Linked DNA regions of Mus musculus: region 2 is linked to region 1. Evidence: chromatin contacts called from public promoter capture Hi-C data. All regions are on one chromosome and are shown on one strand. The core of a region is the stretch at or near the end of the contact, and the rest is flanking DNA. Distances in the headings are between cores, read along the strand shown.

Region 1 (5,411 bases), core at 1,898-4,397:
GAAGGAACAAGGGAAAGGGTAGGTGGGTAGGAGGCAGCACTGAGGGGAACAGGTCAAAACTAAGTATGAAGATGCCATAATGAAACTTTAAATCTTAAGGCTGTTTTCTAAGAAAAATCAGATAATATTATGCAAGCCACTTACAATTTTTGGATGTTCATATTTTTCTGAAGGAACCATTGTGAGAATCAAATCAGGTGATTATGAAAATGATTTGAAGACTTGTACCCCTGCTATACAAATGTGGAAATTGAGCTGAGAGAGTTAAAGAACTGACTCACTAGAGAGAACTCTGCTGATTATGACCAACGGCAGAAATCAAGGCCGAGTTCCAAGTGAAGCAAGGTCTATGTACTTTACCAGGCACTGAACACTTCTCGATGTTATCAGCACAGGATGAGCTGCATGGAACAGAAAGATGGTGACATGTTTCATATCTTTAATGATTTATCGTGAATAAACACTTGAAACATGATGGCACAAATCTTCCAAATTTTCCCCCATTTCTCAGTGTTAAAAATTAAAACCTATAAAAAATAAACTCTAAGAATAAGCCAAATAGTCTACTAGATAGGGGTTTTATTTCAGATTTTTCCTGAGATAGTCTCATAAGCCCCTTCACATTGTTGTAAAGAATCTTAGGGAAATATACAATGGGGCCAAGGAGAGAGCTTAGCACAGGCCTGCCAAGTTAAGTTCTCAGGCCTACGTGGTTCCTGAAAGCAGTCCCCTGCCATCCACATGCACAGCTTGACACAAATGTGCCCAACCTACCACTAAATAATGAAAAAACTACTTTTGTAATGTACAACTTTTTGCCTAGATACTAAGATGAAAAAATTTTAAGAAAACCATTTGGTTCCCTAAGAACTATGATAAAGCAAAAGAATATCTACATTTTAAATTTAATTTCTATTTATCTGGAAGTACAGCTAAATAATCAATACTTTCTATGTGAGCTATATTTAATACAGCTTTGATGGTGGTGATGGTGGTAGGTTTTTGAGAAAGGGTTACTCTGTGTACCCTGGCTGCCCTGGAACTCACTCTGTAGACCAGGCTGGCCTCAACCTCACCTGTTTCTGAGATTCACCTGTTTCTGCCTCTGAAGCACCGGGAGTAAAAGGGTAACCACTCCTGGTTAATATAGCTATTATCTCTGACAATGCTGTGGAAAAAATTTACCACATTATAAGTAGGTAAGCATACATCTCTGCTTATAATAATGGGAAACTTAACATCTAGTCAAACTGTTACTTAAATTGAAACTGGATCAACAGTTCTGAGGCAAGTAAGTAGCCCTGCTTTCATCTGCTTTAACCTTATTTTACTCTCCATTATACAACACCAGAAATAAGAACCTGAAGGAAGCCAGGCATGGTGGCGCACGCCTTGAATCCCAGCACTCGGGAGGCAGAGGCAGAGGCAGGTGGATTTCTGAGTTCGAGGCCAGCCTGGTCTACAGAGTGAGTTCCAGGACAGCCAGGGTTACACAGAGAAACCCTGTCTCAAAAAAAAAAAGAACCTGAAGGAGAAGTAACTTGGAAAATATCCTCCACAAAGGTTCGCAATGATTATAATTATCTTTATAGCTTCATTTCAGTCTATCACCTAAAATCACCTATTCTAGTCATTCTCCAAAAACTGTCCTCTTCCACCACCATCTTTGTATTTAGAAGTTATCGACCAAGTTTTCCTTCCTTTCCAGTCAGTCATATCCCACAACTACATACAACCCAAAACAGTCTGTTGCTCAATGACACAAGTACTGACCGTATTATCTAACACTTCTAAGTCATTTTAACCTTTGTGCTTGATAGAAATCTATAAAGTATGGGCAACCGAGTTACATTTCAATTTTCTTTACTTTGTTAATTTTCTGATTAAGAATGTTTTGGTCATTCAAACTAGACAGGAAGCTTCTGCAAACAAGAACTACTTCTCATTGTATTTAGATTTTCTTTAGTACGTAGTTCATGGTATCCACTAAAATGATTAAAAACTGGAGGGCCTACTATATTCCAGACATCATTTTTGAACTTTACAGAACTCTAGTTTACTAGTGGCAAAGTAGCATAGGAATTTAGAACACAGGATCTGAAGCTGTAAGACCTAGCTTTAGACACTGGACATAAAAGTTTTAATTAATTGTAATAAATTGGGGAAGTCTGAGAGCAACTTGCAGGAACTGAATTTTCTCTTTTTACCAGGACAGTTCTTAGGGATTCAGGTCCTCAGGTTCGGCAGCTTTGACCCACTAAGCCATTTCCCAGGCCCTGAATTCTGAATACATAATCTGTTCTTTCAGCAGTGACTCTGAGAATATCTCTTAAGCTATGTCGTCACCTGGGGAGAAACAGCGTGCACCATTATTTAGCTGACAGGTTGTTGCATTATAGGGTCCCCAGAACTTAGAAATATGATAGATTATGAATTATTATTTCTTCCCTTTGGAAGGTTCCCCCCTCAGGCCGTAGCGACTGCGTATGGCCTGGAACCAGTTATCACAACTGAAAAGTATCTTTAGTCCAACTGCTCGGGGTCAGGAGTGTGTCTGATTTCTAGGTATTGACACATACATCAGGTAGGGGACTCCATTCTAAATACAACTCACGTATACTTAAAATATACATTAGCTACATAACCAGACGGTTAACTGTAGATACTATTTTCTGAGCAGGAATGAATTTAAAAAAAAAAAAAAAGTTTCATGATGAGGATGTTATTTTAGGCGTCAAGTTCAGATGCTGGAGCATTTCTGATTTTCGGAGAAAATTCACCTGTGTTAGTATTGCCGAAAGCACGAAACTCAAAATGAGTACATTTAGGTGGCAAACCAGCTACAGCATTCCCAGCAGTCCTAGCGGGGGGTAGCTGTGGCTGACTGACCCCAAACCGTCACGCCCAACGGCGTCCCTCAGCCCCAGCCGCCGTCTGGCCGCGGGCTTCCCAAGGCCACCCTCTCCGACAACCCGAGGCCAAGAACGGACAGAAGAAAACAAAACCAAAGTACACCCGGCATGGCAACCACAGCCTCCGCCCGCCGGCTTAGCGGCGAACAGCAGCCTACCGGGGCCCACCTGTGCTCCCTGCCGGGACCGCAGCCACCGAAAAGCGCGCCTTTCGAAGTGCGCCTGCGCGAAGTGACGGCTCGGCCCGCGTTGCGCATGCGTGTAGAGTAAGGGCGGCTGAGCGCGCGCTGCACGCAGCGTGAGGGCGGAGTCTCGGAAGGCCTGAGGTCACCGCCCAGGCCTTAACGCGGGAATTTGGGTTTCCGGCCCGCGCTCTATGAGGGAGATTTAGCCCGCGCGGTGGCGATAAATCTAAGCAAACCCTTGGCTTCCCGTTCACTGCAGCCTTAATATGTTCTTTTTGCCGAGCTAGGTGCTGCAAAGGCACCTAGGCAGAGGCAGTGAGAGAGGAAAGAAAGCTCAGGAGTGTAGAGAGCACGAGTCCCCTGGGAGGGCGAAAGCGGCCCGGGAGGGGGAAGGGGAGGTGTAGCCTCCGGGCCGCCACTCCAGAGCCTGCCCGCCCCGGCGCCCTCCGGCCTTAACCAGTTCAGCAGCAGCTATCAAATAGTGAGACTCGAATACAGGAAGGTTTAGCAAAGGCTACAGCCAGCATTAGACGGAATACCGAGATTACCGAAGTAGTAGCTGGCAGGGGTCCAGTAAGAACTGAAGAGCTTTTTTTTTTTTTTTTTTTTAAAAAAACTAATCGTAGGTAGCTAAAACATGGACAGTCCTGGAGTCACCGAGGGAACTTTCCCCTCATAGCTTTGGGCCCCACCTCACCCCACCCCCACCTCTCTATTACCAACCAAGACGGCTTGCAATTTGGGGAGAGGTCACCAAGGGTTAGGTTCTTAATTGTTTGTATAGGCATAACAAGCCATTGGGTCAGGCTCCAAGCAGTCGGGAGCTGATTGTCAGAGAGGGGAGAGGAGGGGGGCTGTGCTGGGTTGTTGGGTGGTTTTTTTTTTTTTTTTTTTGGTTTCTTTGTCTACAACCCTCATCGCTAAGCCTGCCTGTTTTCACTGGGAAAACTGTACTTTTCTTTTATTCATCCTATCTCCTTCAAATACTGACCAACACTCCTAACCCTGCTTGCTCTACGGCTCTGGGCATTTTTAATCAGGCTGAAGACCTTCCTTACCCATGCAGCCATTCCCAGGCCTGCATTGTTGAGCCTGCCTGCCTTTCTGACCTTTAACTCCAAAAGCATGGTCTCTTTTCCCCTTATCCGTCTGCCTCCTCCAGAGGCTGCCAACATGTCTAGCTTGTCTTATTTTTCCCCTAAATTCAAAATTGCCTTTCGGTTTCCTACTGAGTCTGGGTTTTGTTTTGTTTTAATTATTTTTTTATAAGACCAGGAATCCTGCAAAAAGCAACATTATTCTCTGGCGTCCGTCTTTTTTAAATTGGCTTTGTTAGGCTCACAACCCAGTGTCTACTGTGGAAGAGTTTAAGGCTTAAGCTATGCAAGTAGTAAACTTGCTGACCGAGAACACAAACTGCTTTTGATAGACTCTATTTTCATGGTCAGAAGTTATTGGACCTGCAAGAAAGAAATTGCCACCTAAGCAGACAGAACTGGTCCTTGGTGGGAGAGCTTCTTCTTGTTTATGTATTTATGAGTTTATAACCATAATCTCAGACAATGCTTGTTACAGTTCAGCTGGCTAATTTGTTTTGATCAGAGAAAATAAAATGATCCCAAATAATATGCATCCTCTGCCAGAAAAATTGTGTTTGTAAGCTAGCAAGATGTCTCAGGTAAAGGTATTTATTTCCTGTGCAACCTTGGTGGCCTTAGTGTGGCTTCCAGAACCCACGAAAAAGTGGAAGGATTCAAAACAACTCCACACAGTTGTCCTTTGACTTCTAGGCACATGTCCTTTCCCCACAAACACACAATAATAAGTGTTTATAAAACTGTGTTTGGCCGGGCATGGTGGCACACGCCTTTAATCCCAGCACTCGGGAGGCAGAGGCAGGCAGATTTCTGAGTTCGAGGCCAGAGGTCTACAAAGTGAGTTCCAGGACAGCCAGGGAAACCCTGTCTCAGGGAAGAAAAAAAAAAACTATGTTTGTAAGCAATGTGAGAAGTGGGCTGTTGTAGAGATAGGAAAGAAGATGGGACAAAATTAAATCTGTCTCTTTTTCTGAGATTCCCCGAGTACAGTTGGATCCTGAAATCCACTTCAAACATGCCTTGGTGAAAGAGGACCCGTGAAGATTGGAGATGTAGCCAGCCATTCCTCGGATATACAGTCTAACATGAATGGAACATACAGTCCTAATGAAAAGTTTTCATTAGACGGTGCTCTCCCCTACGACCAGAGGCAGAATTTTAACAAGTCTGACAAAGTTCTCGTTAGCCTTTATATTCCCGAACGGGGCAACCTTCAC
Region 2 (4,992 bases), core at 1,127-3,626, 5.1 Mb after region 1:
TGGCAGGTTCAGAAATAGTCTACAGGAGCATGAACTCAGAAATGAAAACTAATTCCAGTCAGCAATGGAAGAGCAAGAACTTTAAGCAGAACCCTGGAGAACCACTGCTTGCTTGTCTTGGCTTGCTCAGTTTGCATTCTTACACAACCCAGGACCACCATATGAATGATACTGTGCTACATCCACTCCAGTAGTGACAAGCTCGACAGGCCCTGAAAACCTGGGTGCTGTTCCGAGGCGAAAAGTTCACGGAAACTTAGTCTCCTGGAATCGTGGCATCCTGTATAAAGAATGCTCCAATGCCCTTGCTTTAGTTGGTAAACACATCTGTGTGCTTTCCCTTAATATTGATTTATTACAAGTGCTCCTACGGATTGATATTTTGACATATAGCTAAGTTAGATTCTAGGCAGTCCTTGATCCGACCTTGGGCATGGATAGCTAAGTCACTGCCCTATACAGGAATTTACCATTATCTAGGAAGATGGAAGTTTGTGATCTAAGAAGTAACCAGAGTAGATACTTAGAAATATGGATAGCTGAGTTACACCCATACACAAGTATTTACAATGGCCTAGGGGGAAGGTGGACTATACAATAGACTAGAATAGGAACTGTGGCAAGGGCACAAAGCCCTTGACCCTGGCTTCTAAGATTAAGTGGGCCTTAGGTGGAGATGTTTTTGATCCCAGTTGTTAGCATTGAATTTTATCCCAACTGGTTCCTGCCGGTCCTTCCATGTTTGCATTCCTCTGTTTTGTGTAAGAATCCAGTAACCTCTTTGTACCTTGCCGGTATGTCACCCAACTTCCCTATTTTCTTCTGTATAAAAAGTTTGATGCTCGATTTGACAAATTACATTCAGATTCTACACAATCTCATCTGTCGCTTCTGTTTGTCATTCGCCGACTCCTTGTCCACCTGCAACCAGAGACCCGTTCCACACAGATAGGAGACCCAAAAAGGCGATAGTCTGCGGCAATACTGCCCACAGTGGGCTGGGCTCGCCATAGATCTATCATCAAGAAAATGCCACCATAAACTTGCCTACAGTCCAGTCCGAGTGAGACAATTCCTCATTTGAGGTTCCTTCTTCCAAGGTGTCAAGTTGACAAAAACCAACCAGCACACACCAAATGGTGCCCCCTTCCCCCCACCCCCCCACCACCACCACCACATACACACACACCATTTCCTCTTTCCTTGTATTTCTGACTCATATCTTCTATAGAAAGCTATAGGCTTTCTTATGCCAGCTAGTGGGATGTATGGCTTTGATCGGATTGGTGTTTTTTATGAAAGCAGCTCCCTTCCCTCAGCTCTCACCCCAAGGTCTGTTCCTTCTGGTAAGTCTCTGACTTCTTATTTCAGACATTAACTGGGAATGTGAAGAAGCTCAATACACGAGGTAGTCCGCTCTTAAATGTGTCTTCCCAGGGGAGTCACAGTTTCTTGAATCCATAACAGGGGATATTGAGCGTTTCTATGTATATATATGTACATCCTGGAAAGTTCCCCAGGATGCTTTCTGCCATTAGGCCTAAGTAAACAAGTATCTCTTAGCTTCAACATCTTTATAATCAGAGACATATAGAATGTTCAAACTAAAGGCCGTAAGGGTGTAATATGCAAAAGCAGTCTTAGAGAAATACAGAACTGCACGAAAGACTGGCAAGGGGTAAATGTTGAATGCTAGCAAATATCTTCTCTGGGAACAAAACTACAATGTTCAGCTAACTTAATAACCACATAAGCTGAAAGGTTTGCAATTCCATCGTATATAGCAGTCTCGGTAGTCCTTGATATTTCACTATATTTTTGCAAGATGCTACTAGATAGAATACATACCGCATCGAGCGTTAAGCTTCCCCGGGCAGCTCCCTGGAATGTTACTATGCTAAGAAACAAAGGAAATGAGTAACACGATATTATCATCAAAAAAAATTTCAACGTGAACTTTTTCAGCAACCTTTGTCGAGCACACACCTCAGGGAAGGAGCACCTAGTCAGGTTGCAGAGTCCCCTGGGGAGAGAGAGCCTTGGCGCTCAAACTCTCGGCCGTCTCAAAGCCCTCGCTAGCTACCAAAGCACTTTGGGAGTCCCGCCCTTTGCAAGTCCCGCCCTTTGTAAGTCCCGCCCTTTGTAAGTCCCGCTCTTTTAAGTCCCGCCCATGTGCCCGCTGTCACTCAGCGGGGACGCTGGACCTTGCAGTGACTTGGGCCTCCTTTCTTTCCTTCCCTTACGGTGATGAAACGCAGGGTAAACTACCAATCCCAGAAGGCACCGCGCATGCAAATGGGTGGAGCGAGGCTTGAGAGGGCGGGACATGAAGGCCTTCCGGAAAAGATTCAAATCCGGAGGACTGAAATCGCGGGAGGAGCCGGCACCGCGCCTTTAGGTAGGAGAGGCAGCTCTGCCCTTCCCTGCACAGGGACCAGCGTGCTCAGCTGTGGTCGGTCGCTTCTCCTGCCTGTCCTCACAGCACAGGGATGTGGTTGCGCTCGCCAGGACTGGTGTGGGCTCCCTGAGAACTAGTCTTGCCCGACGATGCTCTTTCTCGGTTTGCTCACTCCTAGTGACATTTGACAGGACGGTGGATGGAGGGGCTGGAGGTGGCCCAGAGTGACCGCTCTTCTCAAAGACCCAGGTTTAGTTCCCAGTGTCCACAGAGGGGTCTTGCCACTGACTGTTACTCCATTTCGGGGATCCCACCCCCCTTTTGGCTCCTGCGGGCAGCGCACGCACTGTGTGCTGAGACTTGTTTGCAAGCAAACCGGCAATACACATACATAGAAGCAGATCTTTGAAAAGGAGGTGGGAGGACCGCAAGCTAACGCAATATTTCCGCAAGGTTGGTTCAAAAAGAGGCGACATACAAGGAATAGCTTTCGAGGCATTCAAGAGAGATAATTTAGAAGATTCCTAGTGAGATTTTTGGGAATATGACCAAGGCACCACAGAATGTTCAATTGAAAAACTTCCTGCCTCTTGTGGAATTCCTTTGACAGAAGGAAAGATTTTATTCCTAGGGAGAGCCTGGGAGAAACAGCAAACATCTGAGTGTAGTGTAACCTCCTAATAGAAACTTAGTTTCAAAGATGACACTTTGCCTTTAGTTTGTACCAGTGGTAGGAGGGGAGAAGGTTCGTTGCAAATACTTGATCTTGTGGGTTTTGTCTTGTTTTTGCACACCAAGTTGCTTTCTATTTTCTATTTCTAAAGGAAGCCCCTGTTCAGTTCAGACATTACAGTTCTAACCACAACCAGTTTGGATCATAAACAGCCTAACCAAAGGTAGTCACCATGATGTTACTAACTACAAAGACTCGAGTAGTGCATCTGAAAAGGGAATTGTTAGTCACTGAATGAAGAGATATTTAGCTATACATCAAATGCCTATTGTATCCTGATTCTCCACCACAAAAGGAACTGTAAGTATTATAAAGTAGGTAAACACAAATTGTGCTTATATTGCAACATGGCCCAGGATGATGTGTGCAGCCTTGAAGCTTCCAGAAGCTTCCACTGTGGTCCTTGAGAACATTAGCTGGAATAAGGCTTTACATCTATAGCTATATACTATTCCTAGCTGAATTATGAACTACTTAGATTGTACTTGTCACTCAGTAATAGATTTGGGGACAGTGATCCTTAGCTCATAATTAGGCACATAAGATAGATTGATTTCTAAGACACCACTCTTGAAGTGTAATTGAATATATGAGACTCCATAATTATGGTCAGGACTTCATCCTGGACTATTTTGGGTAAACTGATGTCAAGAGTATGCACTTGTCCACTACATCCAAACGGTTAAGTAGTTCTTATACAGATTACTAAAGGACCAGCAGGTTTGTGACTCTGTTAGCTCGAAGGTGAGGAAACCAATGGTAAAGCATCAGTTCACATAGAGACTTTTAATAAACACTAAAGTAGTCATTATTACTAAACTCAGCAAATGTTTGATGTGGAGAATCATTCCCCCCCCCTTTTTTTAAAGATAATGTTCTTCTAGAACAGCAAGAAACAAAACATGTAGAAACCATGATACTTGCCAAGAACTAGTGTTCAAAGTGAAGGGAATGTGTTCATGGTCTCCCATATACAGGTCAGATGTTGGCCACTTGTTTTTACGCACGCCACCTGGCAGTCTTCAAGAAACACACACGAGACACGGCATGGATTCGTCCTTGCAGATTAAGAGGCTGAAGTCAAGAAATGTAAAGTTCTTTAAATCATTCATAAACTATCTGACTCCGAGGAGGATGCACATTTTGGTCTGAAGAGGCTGAGTATATTTAACTCTGCCCTGTAGGTTGCATATGAAGACAATTGGTAAACAATGAAGAAAACCTCCAAGAAGAACAATAATTTCAAAATTCCTGGTACAGAATTGAATTCCGCGGATGCTGAAAGGGGAAAAGAAGAGAGTCAACGTAACTTTGTTGAACTACTGCCCTTGGAAGTCACTTATAAAATTTTCAGCCAGCTAGACATTCAGAGTTTATGCAGAGCTTCCAGGACATGCACAGGTTGGAATTGTGCAATAAGAAACAATGACTCCTTATGGAAACCCCACTGCTTGACCATAAGAGCTGTGTGCCAAAGAGAAATAGACGATGATATAAAAAGTGGTTATACCTGGAGGGTAAGTTTAACTTTCACAACTTTTCATGGTTTTTGACAGGGGTGTTATGGCACAGTTAAGAGAATACTATAATCTCTACTTAGGGTAGCATACAGAGCATGCTGACTTTAGGGAAGGAGTTAAAGTTGAATTATTTATCCTCTTTCTACTGGCATAGTCTCCACACTGTTTTCTACTCAGCTTTGTACATCCCAGATCTTAAAGTCGGGAACTTTCCTTGTTATGCAGAAGGGAGGTGAAGAAGCCAATTTCCTCATCTTCCACCTTATGAAAACCTCCAATACATATAAAGCACTGCTCTTTGTATATACACTAATCCATACATGCACACATAATTTACCAAT

The links. Promoter capture Hi-C pulls out the DNA fragments that hold promoters and counts their contacts.
Region 2: a promoter capture Hi-C map of the HPC-7 cell line shows a contact between it and region 1. The contact joins the promoter of Fbxo48 here to the promoter of Fignl1 in region 1.

The regions. Positions count from the first base shown.
Region 1 is chr11:11,805,815-11,811,225 of GRCm38.p6, forward strand. It overlaps Fignl1 (fidgetin-like 1), which reads right to left and starts at 3,148. Exons shown (of 3, transcript NM_021891.3): 1 at 3,081-3,148; 2 at 282-401.
Region 2 is chr11:16,949,034-16,954,025 of GRCm38.p6, forward strand. Fbxo48 (F-box protein 48) reads left to right here and starts at 2,377. Exons shown (of 4, transcript NM_176982.2): 1 at 2,377-3,431; 2 at 4,109-4,220; 3 at 4,316-4,648. The coding sequence starts at 4,343. It overlaps Eldr (Egfr long non-coding downstream RNA), which reads right to left and starts at 2,249. Exons shown (of 4, transcript NR_110425.1): 1 at 1,987-2,249; 2 at 1,849-1,897.